Linked DNA regions of Mus musculus: all the other regions are linked to region 1. Evidence: chromatin contacts called from public HiChIP or PLAC-seq and promoter capture Hi-C data. All regions are on one chromosome and are shown on one strand. The core of a region is the stretch at or near the end of the contact, and the rest is flanking DNA. Distances in the headings are between cores, read along the strand shown. Region 1 holds the start of Psap (prosaposin). Region 2 holds the start of Ranbp2 (RAN binding protein 2). Region 3 holds the start of Eif4ebp2 (eukaryotic translation initiation factor 4E binding protein 2).

The links. HiChIP or PLAC-seq counts read pairs in DNA pulled down with a chosen protein or histone mark. Capture Hi-C pulls out chosen DNA fragments and counts their contacts.
Region 2: a contact with region 1 is called in an H3K27ac HiChIP or PLAC-seq map of thymic regulatory T cells, with 6 times the contacts expected there. The contact joins the promoter of Ranbp2 here to the promoter of Psap in region 1.
Region 3: a contact with region 1 is called in a promoter capture Hi-C map of adipose tissue, with 2.7 times the contacts expected there. The contact joins the promoter of Eif4ebp2 here to the promoter of Psap in region 1. A contact is called at or near these places in 3 of 39 promoter capture datasets (the C10 cell line, hippocampal neurons and liver), 1 of 115 datasets of contacts at active chromatin or transcription factors (astrocytes) and 1 of 9 other capture datasets (adipose tissue).

The regions. Positions count from the first base shown.
Region 1 is chr10:60,274,968-60,279,853 of GRCm38.p6, forward strand. Psap (prosaposin) reads left to right here and starts at 2,661. Exons shown (of 15, transcript NM_011179.3): 1 at 2,661-2,815. The coding sequence starts at 2,776.
Region 2 is chr10:58,444,091-58,448,976 of GRCm38.p6, forward strand. It overlaps Ranbp2 (RAN binding protein 2), which reads left to right and starts at 2,762. Exons shown (of 29, transcript NM_011240.3): 1 at 2,762-2,961. The coding sequence starts at 2,890.
Region 3 is chr10:61,450,353-61,455,238 of GRCm38.p6, forward strand. It overlaps Eif4ebp2 (eukaryotic translation initiation factor 4E binding protein 2), which reads right to left and starts at 2,317. Exons shown (of 3, transcript NM_010124.2): 1 at 2,050-2,317. The coding sequence starts at 2,194.

The DNA of each region.
Region 1 (4,886 bases), core at 1,411-3,910:
TCCTCCTCCTCTTCTCCCTCCTCCTCTTCACAGGGTCTCAAAACCGGTAGCCCAGTTGGGCCTGGAACTCTACATCTTCCTGCTTCAGTCTCCCAAGTGCTGGGGTCACAGGCACCATCTACCATGCCAGCCTGGTAGTGACTTTTTGCTTTTGAGACAGGGGCTCAACTGTGTAACCTTGGCTGATCTAAAAGCTTGCTTTGTAGTCCAAGCTAGCTTTGAACTCATAGGAATCTATCTGCCTCTGCCTCCCAACTGCTGCGATTAAAGGCACCCCCAACCCAGACTAATCAGCCTAATAATAATAATAATAATAATAATAATAATAATAATACAGTATTTCATTGCTAATTATGTGTGTGTGTCTGTGTGGAATGTGTACATGAGTGCAGGTGTACCAGGAGGTGCCACATTTCTTGGAGTTGGAGTTGAAGGTGGTTGTGACACCCCCTGACCCCGTGGGTGCTGGGAATTGAATGTTGTCCTCTGCAAAGGCATCAAGTGTTCTTAACAACTGAGGGAATCCCCACCCCCCACTACCTAGAACCAAGTTGTTTATTTATTTATTGGTTTTTTCGAGGCAGGGTTTCTCTGTATAGCCCTGGCTGTCCTGGAACTAACTTTGAAGACCAGGCTGGCCTTGAACTCAGAAATCTGCCTGCCTTTGCCTCCCAAGTGCTGGGATTAAAGGCATGAGCCACTACACCCGGCTAGAACCAATTTATTTTATTTATTTATTTTTAAAAATACATTTACCTTTATTTTATGTGCATTGGTGTGTTGTCTGTATGCATGTCTATGTGAGAGATCCTGGAGTTACAGAAAGTCGTGAACTGTCCTGTGGGTGCTGAGATTTGAACTTGGGACCTCTGGAAGAGCACTTGGTGCCTTCAACCACTGAGCCATCTCTCCAGCCCCCAGAACCAATTTTTGAAATGTTATTTTACTGTTTTTTTTTTTTTTTTTTTGAGACAGAGTCTTACTATGTGGCTTAGGGGCCCTAGAGATCCTCCTGCCTCTGCCTCCCCCATGCTAGGACTAGAAGCGTGGGCATGCATGCTTGTCTTTATCTTCCATCCGTCACGAGTCTATTACACAGCATCTGTTCTTTCTCCAAGCAACACAAGTTGCCTAAAATACATTTTTATTGTTTTTTTTTTCCTCTTTTTTTTCTGCTTACACACTCAGACTTCCATTCTCCCTGCCTTCTCACCAACACTGATTCAGAGACCTCTGAGTCTATCTTGCAGTCTGCAGTTCCCAAGATCACAAATAAAGGCGTCTCTCGTTTGCCGTTTTCTGAGTTTGTATTGATTGACAACTGCAGAATGGCAGCCTGTGAATTTGAATCCTGAGTGTAAAGATGTAGGCAAATCTGTAACCTGTTTGTGCTTGAGTCTCATCTGTTAGCACGGCACGAATCACAATAAATGGGGGCTGGAGATGCCACTCAGTTGGTAGAGTCATTGCCCGACATGAGTTGAAGGCCTGGGTTTGGTTCCTAGAACCAAACAGAACATGTATGGTAGCACAGGCAGGCAGATCAGGATTTGGAAGTGACTGAAGTTCGAGGACTGCCTGAGATACACGAATCCTCAGCTGCACAGCCAGTTGTCAGCCTCTTTGGGCTACAGGAAACCCTGTCTTAAAAAACTAACCACTAGCCGGGCGTGGTGGCCCACGCCTTTAATCCCAGCAGGCAGACAGATTTCTGAGTTCGAGGCCAGCCTAGTCTACAAAGTGAGTTCCAGGACAGCCAGGGCTATACAGAGAAACCCTGTCTCGAAAAACCAAAACAAACAAACAAACAAACGAACAAAAAAACTAACCAAAAAAACTAATCACCGCCAGGCGTGGTGGCACACACCTTTAATCCCAGCAGCACTCGGGAGGCAGAATCAGGCAGATTTCTGAGTTCGAGACCAGCCTGGTCTACAAAGTGAGTTCCAGGACAGCCAGGGCTACACAGAGAAACCCTGTCTCGAAAAACCAAAAACCAAACCAAACCAAACCAACCAACCAACCAAACAAAAAACCCCTAACTACCACTGTACAAGGGTCAGGCAGAAGAATTACATGTTCAGAGACTTTCTGGGGAATTTGGTGACACCCTCTTTCAAAAATAAAGTAAGGAGTGAGCTGGGAGGGTGGGGGGAATGGTGGTGTGCAGCTTGGAGGTACAACACTTGATATCAAGTATAATGCCTTGGGTTCAATACCGGCGACTGCAAACAAAAATCCCTGCTCCCGCCCCCCAACCCCCAACCATTCTCCAAGGGGTTGAGGCAGAAGGTTGAGAGTTCCAGGTCTGCTGCGACACTGAATTGTCGACCAGCAAGGCCATAGTGACTCGGCATCTCAAAAACAAATAGTAATACTTAAAAGATGCTGGGGCTCAGGGGTGGGGTGGGGTGGGGGAGCACAAGATGCAGTTCAGGGCTTGGTACCAGCCCTGGGCTGGATTCCTCACATTGCAAAGGTAAAGAGAGGCGTTAGATACCGTTCGGCGCCTGACCTTGATTTAATCACCAGATATGGTTTTCTTTTATTACCACCACCCGCGCCTTCCCGCCACCTTCCCTGGGCGTTTTCAGCCTGCTCCTCTTCGCACCCTCCCTCCCCGCAGGCGCGCTGCGCGACGCTGAGTCAAGCTGCGCCCAGTTTGGGCGGGGCCCGCGCCTGCGCACTGGCGTCTGCGGCGAGGTTGGGGGGTAGATTTATATTCGTCTGGTCAGCTGACGTTCTGCATTGCAGCCTGCGAAGTGAAGCGGCGCCATGTACGCCCTCGCCCTCTTCGCCAGCCTTCTGGCCACCGGTGAGCTTAGAAGGGTCCCCTGGTCTGGTAGAGAAGAACGCTATAGCGTCCCCTGGGTCCCGGGAACCGGGCAGTCCTGCGGTACCGGCCTCGCCCTCCGCTCGCTTCCCGGGGCGCGCTTAGGCAGGCCTCGCTGTGCGCAGGCGCAGATCGGGGCTGGTGGCGGAGGGGGACCTGTTCCAGATTCTCTGCACTGGGGGACCACTGGGAGGTGGGAGAGACGTCTTGTCCTGTGTGTGCAGGCCTTGTGCAAGGCCTTGCGGGTGACTGCGGTTCTCCCTGGGATGGAGGTTGGGAGAGGTCACTCGATGACCTCTTCCGTCGCTGTGTTGACTCTATCCTGGTGTAGGTGATAGACATGGCCTTGAAGCCCCATCCTGCAGGTCAGGTCGGCCCGTGACCTCTGTCCCAGACTGCACTCGTATGGGAGTTGCAGGAAGCGTCTTTGTGTCTGCCCCGGGCCGGGGGGTGATTTTTTTGGCTTCTGTGTGAACTCAGGAGCGTAGTAGGTCTTGGAGGGAATTGTGTAGTCCCGATTGCATTGGAACTCTTAATTTTTTTGTTTGATCTGGCAAAGCCATTGGCCAGCCTTTATTTTATAGCAAGTGTTTCTAAAATGATTTTTCTTAAAAGCACTGCAGGTTGGCAAGGCAGCGCCAGGGGACTCACACTTGGAAGGCATAGGTAGGAGGATTTTGAATTTGAGGTCAGCCTGTGCTACACAGAAAGCTCAAGGCTAGTCTGGACTGTGTATGAGATTTTTTTTTTTTTTTTTTTTGTGCAAGAAAAATGAAAAGAAACGCACTTGGTCCTGCTTGCTCTGTGTCATACATAACTCGTGAGTTCTGATTCACCCACACCACCAAAACCAGACTTCTTTTTCTCTCTCTCTGTAGTATGGGCCATTGAACTTGGATCGTAACACACGGTAAACGAACATCCTCTACTGAGTCACACTATACCCCTTACCTGTTTCCTTGGAAAAATTATTTCTAATACACATGTAGTTCATTTGACTGCCAGTCTAGTTAACTGGGTTCCTTCTTCCTTCTTAGGTAGATGGGAGGACCCTGATGGCCTTGGTCTAAAACTCCAGGCTCTGTGCCTCACGTCAAGGTCATACTGAAGAATGGTAGCTTGTCTTGACTGTCCACCATTGAGTTGTTGGTTGTCTATGATGACTGCAAACCACGTGTGCTCCCTGAGGCTCTTAGGACTTATGGGCTCAGTGTGGCACTACTGTAGTTCAGGGTGCCACTCATAGCTTGCCTTTTAATGATGTTCTGGGTGCTTAGAATGTTCCAGGTCCCGTCTAGTCTTCACAAAGCCCTGGAGGTACAGACACTTGGTTTTGGTTACTCTCCAGCCCTCCAGCCTGACTGCCTTTCCCACCTAGACAGAAAACAAAGAATGCCAAAAGAATGAAAGGCCAGTTTAACCTCTGCCCATTTTCAGGCCCCATGGTAGAGGGAGAGCTCTGACTCCGGTGGGTTTTCTTTTGATCTCCAGAAACAAATGTAGATGTGCGTGCACCCCACCACACACACACACACACACACACACACACACACAAGCCTAACCAGCAGGGGACATCATTTGCTGCCTGCAGTGGTAGCCCCCCGACTCCATGCTGAGTCTTGCCTGCTTGCAGGAAACGAAGTGCCATATCTTAGTGCAGTGCCAGGACATGCAGTTGGGGGATTGCTCCAGTGGGAACAAGTGGGTCAGAGTTGGCCAGCCGAGCTTAGAGAGGTGGCAAGGTGCTGCCGGCATGGGGCAGATGCTCTCCATGAGGCTGAGACGGCAGGGCTGCTGTCATTGGGGCCGTGGCTAACCTCTGACTGAGGTCTGTGCACTCTGAGGCAGTGTGTTCTCTTGAGATGTTTTAGCACATGAGTTTGTAGCCTAGCCTGCTTAAGTTATAAACAGCAACAGGAACCCCCAGTTTCACCTGCCAAGTTAATCCTGTTTAGCAAAAGGTAGTGCTCTTTTTTTTTTTTTTTTTTTTTTTTTTTTTTTTTTAAAGACAGGTTCCTGCTTGTACCCTAGGCAGGTTGGCCTCTGTGCAGCA
Region 2 (4,886 bases), core at 1,512-4,011, 1.8 Mb before region 1:
ACCCATAGATGCTCTGGTCTACCCTCCCAGATGCCTCTACTGGGCCTGTGCCTTTCTACCTGCCCATGGTCCCACAGACCCTGGACAGCAATGAAACACCCAGCTATCCCAAAACTTGGCCAGCATTCCCATCCCAATTTTCTTAGGTTTCCAAAAGACTCACTGTCTTAGTTAGGGTTTCTATTCCTGCACAAACATCATGACCAAGAAGCAAGTTGGGGAGGAAAGGGTTTATTTGGCTTACAATTCCATACTGCTGTTTATCACCAAGGAAGTCAGGACCGGAAACTCAAGCAGGTCAGAAAGCAGGACCTGATGCAGAGACCATGGAGGGATGTTCATTACTGGCTTGCTTCTCCTGGCTTGCTCAGCCTGCTCTTTTATAGAACCCAAGACTACCAGCCCAGAGATGGTCCCACCCACAAGGGGCCTTTCCCCCTTGATCACTAATTGAGAAAATGCCTTACAGTTGGATCTCATGGAGGTATTTCCTCAACTGAAGCTCCTTTCTCTGTGATAACTCCAGCTTGTGTCAGGTTGACACAAAACTAGCCAGTACACTCACCCATTGCCCCAGAGTCAGCAGGAAGTAGCTAAAGAATATGACATCCTACTCCTGACCCACCATCATCTCTAATTTCTCTTTTCAATTAAACCAAAATGGAGGAATGTTAGCATATCTTCTAGGCTTCATCCAACAGTTACCTGGCAATGGCCAGGTACAAGCCAGGAGTCAGGCATGTAAGGAATGTTCAAGCTTCTCTCTCTCTCTCTCTCTCTCTCTCTCTCTCTCTCTCTCTCTCTCTCTCTCTCTCTCCTCTCTTTATTTCCTCTTTCTCTCCATCTATGCTCTCTCTTCCTACATGTCCCCGGCCTGTCTCTTCCCTTCTTTCTCTCTTCCTCTCTTTCTTTTTCTGTCCTTCACTGTCTTCTTCTTTTCTCTGACTTTATTCTCTTCTCCAGACTCTGCTCCCTTCCAGGCCTCAAGTAAACTTCCTTTTATATACTAGGACTGTCCTATGGTTGACACCTCAGCGGGACCCCTCAACATGGGCTCACTAAGACACCCTCTCCTGCCACATCATACTGTGTTTATAAAGCACACAGCCTGGGAACACAGATTTAGGTTACCTCAAGCCCCATCACCCAACATGAAAAAGTTTTATAGAATAAAGAAAGTCATATAAATAAAGGTAAGCTTAACATATATCCTGATATATGAGAGATGTAGTAACAGTAAGGCGGAGAAGCTTTTTATAGTCCTATGACACTGCTGACATTTTGGGCTGTTTGCTGGTAGAAGCTGGTAGTCTGCTAAGTTAATAGATTCCAATGATTTTTAATCTATAGTTTACAGAATGTTAGTTCTGACACAGAGGTGAGCAAGATGCTGTTCTGGGACTAACCTAGTCCAAGGTAAGTGTATGCAAGGGCAAGGGGCACAGTAAAGAGACTGAAACGGCCACTCTTTGGGTAGACAAGGTAAAGTTTATTCCAAACAACAAAGGTTGTCTCTCTCAGGAAAAGCTGAGAGAAGGGAGATGGGGGAATATGTATCTGGGGAGGAGGGAAGCAAAGAGCCAGGATGCTGGCAAGGGGGCTTTGAATTGTATAACAAGTACTTGTAAGTATGGACTGGGGAGCCTGGGGGCTAGCGCAGAGCTGTAAATCCATTTCTGCCAGAGGTAAGGGAAATTACTCCTTTGGTAGATAGGAAACAGTTTCACAAGTTACTAAGGAATGCAGGCTTTTCCTAACCACTAGAAATCCTCCACAGTCCAGACTGAGTCTAAGTTAGATCCAATTTTGGAGTCAGTGGCATTTTTGGGGGATGGGTGGGGTACCCTTTGTATCTGACAATAAGGTATTTAACATCTGGAACTGCACCACTCTAACCTCTCCACTGCGGTTTTGATCAGTCTTTGCAGACAAAGGTTCTTTTCAGCAGTTGTCGTTTACGACAGTTTATTCACAATCTTGAGACTATTACTTAAAACTTTGTGTGTGTGTGTGTGTGTGTGTGTACATGAGGACGTGTGTGTGTGGGTTCTACGGGGGTCAGAACCCGGATTTAGATAGATGCCCTGGAACCGGCTGCTGAGAACTGAACTTCGGTCCTTCAGAGGACCAACAAGCACTCTTAACTGCGGAGCCATCTCTCTAGCACGAAGAGATTATTACTTTTAATATTCTAATATAATCTGTTCTGCTCATTGTTAAGTCACAAAACAGGCCCCTGAAGGCAATTGTTGCTGACAGCGTCCTAACGGCCGCCTCGATTCTTACCCAAACAGAAACCTAAAGTCATCATTTCTTAAAACCTCGTGAAGCCTGTTTCTGTTTGCCAGGAAAGCCACCACTTCCTCCTCTGCCCCTAACCGTCAACTACCCCGTGAGGTGCATCTCATCACGTAACGCTAATATTTCCACTCCGATTTATCTAAGCATAAAGACACTGTTCAACCAATATTAACCTTTATTCTGCTGAAACCGGAGGCAATGACGACGTTTGTCTCTTTAGAAGGAAATCAAGTGTTGACCAGATGCAGCACCCGAAAAGGTCGGATTTATTAGGGCACTGCCATTTTAGGTCCGCTTTGTGACGTAGCACCAGTGAAATCTATAAAGCCTTTCCCGGGGAAAGGGAGTTCGTCTCGATCGTTTGCGAAACGGTCACGTGGTCTGGAGCGCGGGCGTGGCGGGGTGACAGCGAGCAGGCGCTCCAGGCCGCAGCGCGGCGCACAGTGATGACGCGCGCCGCACGCCCTGTGCCCATCCGTTCGCGACGGAGCTGCGTCACCGGTGTTCGGCGCTCACCTCCTGGAGCCCGCAGTCGCTGTAGGCCCCAGGGCTGGTCTGCCGCTCCTGGGGAGCCTGGTCCGCGGCGCGATGAGGCGTAGCAAGGCCGACGTGGAGCGGTACATCGCCTCGGTGCAGGGCTCCGCCCCGTCGCCCCGAGAGGTAAGCGGGTCTGGTCCGGTGGCGGTGGCGCCGGTGTCATGGCTCCCGGCGGCCTCGGCTCCCCGCTGGAGTGGAGGCGGTCGCGGGCGGCGTGGCGCTGCTGAGCACCGGAGGCGTGGGGACTGCGGCCGCCAGCGTTTCCTCTTCATGGCTATCCGCGGGCCCACTCGGGCCTGGCTTCTTCGGCCTCCGCTCCGTAGGCCGTCGTGGGGCGCTCTGCGGGGTTCGCCCGCCCGCCCGCCCGGCGTCGTCGGTCTCCCGGATAGCTAGGCCCTGTCACGGCTGCCGTGTCTCGGGGGGAGGCTGACACCGCGCGGCGGTGGGCTTGCACGGTTGTGTGGGTGGCTCCACGGACGAAGCAGGGCGGGAAGGAAGGGCGCGTCAGCATAAACGACACGGAAGGCCCATAATTTAAGTCTTCTAGTGCTGTGCCCCGCTTCCCCAAACCCCTTTTGGAGGCTGCTAGTCGGAATTCCTTCTAGGCGGTAGTTGCAATACCTTAACATTTCTAACGTTATTTCGCAACGTGTTTTGTGTGTGTGTGTGTGTGTGTGTGTGTTTAAGATCATTAACGTTGTGTTTATTTTGGGTTCTTAAAGAGTGTTGGCCGGTGGAGAGAGATGTACAGAGGCTCTACAGTCAGTTATTTTTTGGGCGGGGGAGGGGTGTGTTGAACAATCAAGTTCTACCATTGGTAAACTAACTTGGTACAGTATAGACTCTTCATCAGTAAACGGCATTTTGACCTTGTTAGTGTTATTTAGTGTTACCGAGGATGATTCGTGTTAACATTTAGGGCAGACTTTGAGATACAAAGAGTCAGAGGGCTTCAATTTTTGTTTACAAACGCCCAATTCAGTTGTGTATATATATATATATATATATATATATATATATATATATTTTACATTCTGTCTCTGAGGGTTTTATGGTCATCTATATAAACCAAAGTTCATGAACATACAAGTCAAATGGCATAATTTTTGTTGTTGTTGTTGTTGTTACTTAAAGTCTCTTCTTTAGATGGCTTCTGCAGGTTAAATAATCCAGTCCAGCAAATCTACAACCCCTCCCCCAAAGCGATTTTAAAAGTCTCAAGTTCATTTAGTGCTGGTATGCCCAAAGTGGGAAATTTTACACCCAGTTTCCTCTGATGGATCAAAATCAGAATGCCATGGTACAAGAGTTATATGAAAGTGCTTTTGGGTTTCTGTCTATAAGGTGTACATTTTAGATAAATGTGTTTATATTAGATTTAGGATTTGTTACCAGGATATCTAACATGCTTGAAGATATTTAAAAATCTAAAAAAACAAGACCCTGAAATCTAAAAATGCCAAGCATTTCAGATAAAGCATACTAAAGTATCTAATACTATTGTATTAATTGTATGTAAATGTGTAAATGGTTGTTAAATTATGTTAGGAACCATTTCAAAGTCTCTACATATTCAAATATGACTTTTGAGTTGTTTTTCTTTGTTTTGAGACAGAGTTTCTATTATGTTCTGGAACTCACTGTGTAGATCAGGCTGGCCTCAAACTCACAGAGATCCACCTGCCTCTTCTTCCCAAGTTCTGGGATTGAAGGTGTGTGCCACCACATCCTGCTACTATTTTTTTTTTAATATTTATCGAAGGTTGGTTGGGTTGGTTATATTGATTTGGATAGTATGACAACTATAAGACATTTTTTGTTTTAACTAGTTCCATTGTTCAATTTTTTTTTTTTTTTTTCTTTTTGGACAGGGTTTCTCTGTATAGCTCTGGCTGTCCTGGAACTCATTTTGTAGACCAGGCTGGCCTCAAACTCAGAAATCCGCCGCCTGCCTCTGCCTCTGCCTCCCAAGTGCTGGGATTAAACGTGTACGCCATCATGTCCAGCTCAGTCATAATTCTTATTTCCAATTTTTTTTGTATTTTTAA
Region 3 (4,886 bases), core at 1,067-3,566, 1.2 Mb after region 1:
GAGAGACAGACAGATGGACAGACATGCTCTTACTATGTCGCCTTGGCTGTCCTGGGCCCCTGGAGCTCACTTTGTACAATGGGCCAGCCTTCAACTCCCAGAGATCATCCTGCCTCTGCCTGACCAGTGCTGGCCACTAATCTGTTTCCTAAAAGTTATCTGTTCAAGTGGAGACAATTCCATCCAGGGCTGACTAAGAGCTTTCCCGACTTTTGTTACACCAGATAACACACACCAATAAATCCCAGCACTGGCAAGGCTAATAGTCCAAGATCATGGGTTTGGGTCCAAGGTAGTGTGGACCATATGGAGAAAAAAAAACTGTTTCAAGAAAAGCAAGAGGAAAGGAAGAGAGAAGGAAAAGACCATATAAGGAAGCTGTCTTCAGCCAGGCAGTGGTGGCTCACGCCTTTAATCCCAGCACTCGGGAGGCAGAGGCAGGCAGATTTCTGAGTTCAAGGCCAGCCTGGTCTAGAGAGTGAGTTTCAGGACAGCCAGGGATACACAGAGAAACCATCTTGAAAAACAAAAATAAACAAAGCTGTCTTCAGCAACTTAAACCACTACCCTCTCACCAGATCTCCACTGTCTTTCCTTAAACCTGGCTCTCTCTAAGGAGTGCAGCTTCCCTCCTGCCTGGGTCATTTGGAAGGTCTTTCCGGACATTTATGCCTTTCTGCCATCCCTTTTCTGGACCGGCCTGGCTGGATCCTCTGCCAACTTTTCTCCTAGATGTTTGCTTTGATTTTTTTTTTTTTTTTTTTTTTTTGCCCCCTTCCTTGTTTGGTTGGTTTTTTTGTTTGTTTTTTTGAGACAGGGTGTGACACTGTAGCACAGGCTGTCTTGGAACTCTTTTTTTTTTTTTTTTTTTTTTTTTGAGACAGGGTTTCTCAGTATAGCCCTGGCTGTCCTGAAACTCCTCTGTAGACCAGGCTGAACTCCAAATCCGCCTGCCTCTGCCTCCCAAGTGCTGGGATTAAAGGTGTGTGCCACCACTGCCTGGCCTTGGAACTCATTATATTGCCAGGGCTAGCCTTAAACTGCCATTCTCCTACCCCGTCTTTCTGGAGTAGTAGGGTCACAGCCCTAACTACCACACACAGCCTTCTGGACTGCTGTCTCTTGGTGTTGGCAAGGTCCCCTTACTCTGTGCCTTCCAATTGCACAAGATTCCAGGATGGCCAGGCCCACTTTTAAGTGATTGGTTAGGAGTCCTGTCTCATGATCAGCGATCTATAGACTGTAAGGGCTGCTAACCAAATCTTCACCCTCTAGCTGAAGCCCAGCCCCCGGGGTCACCAAAAGAAGGCAAAGTTCTGAGATTAGGGACAGAAAGCCAGTTCCCTTCATGAAGGCACCGGAAGAACCCCTTCCAGGCTCCTCCCTCTTAGAGAACAGCCCAGAAAAGAGACAAACAACCTTTGCGCTTCCTCCTCTCGTGACCAATTCAACATACTTTATTTACCTCTTCTCCAGTGATAGTAAACGGATCCCGGCCATCTTTTGAAAAGCAACTTCAGGAACCTCCCTTTGCATCGCTTTTTTCTACAAGCCCTTTCCCTAGGATCAAGCAACCTAACCCGACTAGTGTGTGCTGTTTGACAAAGCACCTTTAAAACCGCTCTTCGAAAGCCCTGATCTGAAACCTGACAGCGCCTCTACCAAAGCCAACAACTTCTTGGATACCAAAGGAGCTATTTTACACGTCCCACTTGTGGGAGCTGGGGCTCCCCCAACCTTTGATGACTCCTCTAACAAAGTAAACAATGCTGTCAAAGGAGGCTAACACTGGGCGAGGCATGCAGAGTGCATGCCAGCCTCGTCTCGGAACTCTCGGCGCAGCCAGACCAGTCATCTTAGGCTTCCGCGCCAGGTCCGTCTCCCCGACTTCCCTCTCCCCAAAGCCCGTAGGACAGCTCCAGAGGCAAGCCCCGCTGCGCAGAATGCACGGTCTGCAGCACACCGTACGGGCAGCGGGGAGGAAGCTGTTGGTCGAGCATGCAGTGCCACGCGCCAGCCGTGATGGCGGGCAGGCCGGGCGCGGCTCACCTCCCGGCGTTGTGGAGAACAGCGTCCCCCCGGGCGTGGTGCAGTAGTCCTGAGGTAGCTGCGCGGCGTCGCTGATAGCCACGGTGCGCGTGGGGATGGCGCGGCTCTGGCTGGGCTGGTGGCTACCACCGGCCGACGCGGACATGGCTCCGACGCGGGCTCGAGGCTTTGTGCAGCAGCGGCGGCGGCGGCGGCGGCGGCGGCGGCGGGGCCGGGCGGCTCTGGCTCCTCACGCTCGGCTCTCAACTCGCCTGCTCTCGCCCGGTCGTCCCGCTGCGATACCGCTCCCGCTGCCGCCGCCGCCGCCGCCGCCCGGTCCTCCGGCCTCCGCCTGCAGCCTCAGCAGCAGCAGGAGCAGCAGCGGCAGCAGCGGCAACGATGACTACCGGAAGCGGTCGAAGGCGGGAGCAAGGGGTAGTAGAGGGAGGGACAATATGGAAGCCGGACGTGACGTTGGAGGGCGTGTCTGAGGCGAGTGGGCGGGTAGCTGGGGGCGTGACTGAGGCAGCCGAAGGCTAGAGGCAGAGGGTGAACCCGGAAATCCGGGAAAAAGGAAGTGTTGAAGGGTGGAGCCTTAGGGTGGGCGGGACTTTGAGGGGCGGGGCTGAGTTCAGAGGAACATAATAGACTCCCAGTGAAGCTGAGTGTAGGTGATTAAGGCACGCGGGAGGGGGGGGAAGCGGGGTGTGTGTGTGTGTGTGTGTGTGTGTGTGTGTGTGTGTGTGTGTGTGTGTGTGTGTGTGTGTGTGTGTGTGTGTGTGTGTGTGTGTGTGTGTGTGTGTGTGTGTGTGTGTGTGTGTGTGTGTGTGTGTGTGTGTGTGTGTGTGTAATTGTTTGTGGTGTGTAAGTGTGGACTAACAGTACTTTCTTAGGGCTTACTTCATATTCCCATCTATATCTAACCATTAAAAGTATAACTCGGGCTGGAGGGATGGCTCAGTGGTTAAGAGCACTGTCTTCTAGAGATCCTGAGTTCAAATCAGCAACCACATGGTGGCTCACAACTATCTGTAATGGGATCCGATGCCCTCTTCTGATGTGTCTGAAGACAGCTACAGCGTACTCATATACATAAAATAAATAAATAAATCTTTTTAAAAAATTATAACTCTGGGAGCCCACAAGATGGCTCAGCAGGTAAAGAAAGGCATTTGTCACCAAGCCTGCAGACCTGAGTTCCACCACCCAGAAGCCACAAGGTGAAAGGGGAGACCGACTCTCCCAAGTTATCCTCTGACTTCTCCACTAGTCCATGAGCACCCATCTGCCTGCCCATAAATAAATAAATGTAATCAAAGTTTTTGTTTGTTTGTTTGTTTGTTTGTTTCGTTGGTTGGTTTTTCGAGACAGGGTTTCTCTGTATATCCTGGCTGTCCTGGAGCTCACTTTGTAGACCAGGCTAGCCTCGAACTCAGAAATCCACCTGCTTCTGCCTCCTGAGTGCTGGGATTAAAGTCGTGCACCACCACACCCAGCTAATCAAAGTTATTTTAAGAAGTATAATTTTAATTGCTCATTATTAAAGGAAAGCAATGCGTACACGATGAACTAAGGGTTTAACCATCAATGACTCTGAGGAAGGGCTCAGTAGTTAAGAGCGCTTGTTGCTGTTGCAGAGCACCGAGAGGACCAGAGTTTAGTACCTAGCACACTTGTAGTGGCTCAGAAGCACCCATAACTCCAGTTCAGGGAATCTGACCTACCTTATCTTCTGATCTCTGCAACACCAGGCAGAGATGTAACATGATGTAACATGATGCATTTACATATATGTAGACAAAGCACTACAAGAAATAGCAGGATAAGCCGGGCATGGTGGCGCACGCCTTTAGTCCCAGCACTCGGGAGGCTGAGGCAGGTGGATTTCTGAGTTCGAGGCCAGCCTGGTCTACAGAGTGAGTTCCAGGACAGCCAGGGCTACACAGAGAAACCCTGTCTCAAAAAAAAAAAAAAAAATAGCAGGATGGTTAGGAGTGTAAGGTTCACCTAAGCTTCACAACTAGTTTGAGGCCAGCCAGGGATACAAGAGACTGTCTGAAAAACTAATGAAAAGAACAAGATGAGGAGACAGGTCCACTTGTAAGATTGCTTACTATGTAAGCATCAGGACTTGAGTTCAATTCCCATCATCCACATAAAAAAAAAAAATTTTTTTAAAGTCCAGACATTCCAGCACTTGGGAGGCAGAGGCAGGTGGATCTCTGCGTTTGAGGCCAGCCTGGTCTACTGAGTAAGTTCCAGAACAGGCAGGACTACACAAGAGAAACCTTGTCTTGAAAAGACAACAACAACAACAAAAACCCAAGGCCGTATATGAAGCATCCCCCATGCTGTGGAGAGCAGAGGCTGGGGTTATAACTGGGGCTTGCTGGTTTCCACCCCAGCTCAAAGTTCAATGAGACCCTGTTGCAACGTATCCTGGTTAGATTTTTTTTTCCTTAACTTGACACAAGCTAGAGTCCTCTGAGAAAGAAAACCTCAATCGAGACAGTGTCTTCATCAGATTGAGACCTTAGGTGATCCTGTGGGTGGTACATTTTCTTCTTCTTTCTTAAAATTTTATTTATTTGTTTTTGTTTTGTTGTTTTGCTTTTTAGTATAGAATAGAGTTTATTCAGGGGATGGGGAGGAGAGTTGAGAAAAAGTGTGTGTGTGTGTGTGTGTGTGTGAGAGAGAGAGAGACAGAGAGAGAGAGAGAGAGAGAGAGAGAGAGAGAGAGAGAGAGAGAGAGAGAGAGGCCAAAAGCATGTGGAGAGAGAGAGGGGAAGGAGCTCCTTGTGTATTTTTTAATGTAGGAATGTTCTTTCTGCACGTACATCTACATGGCAGAAAAGGGC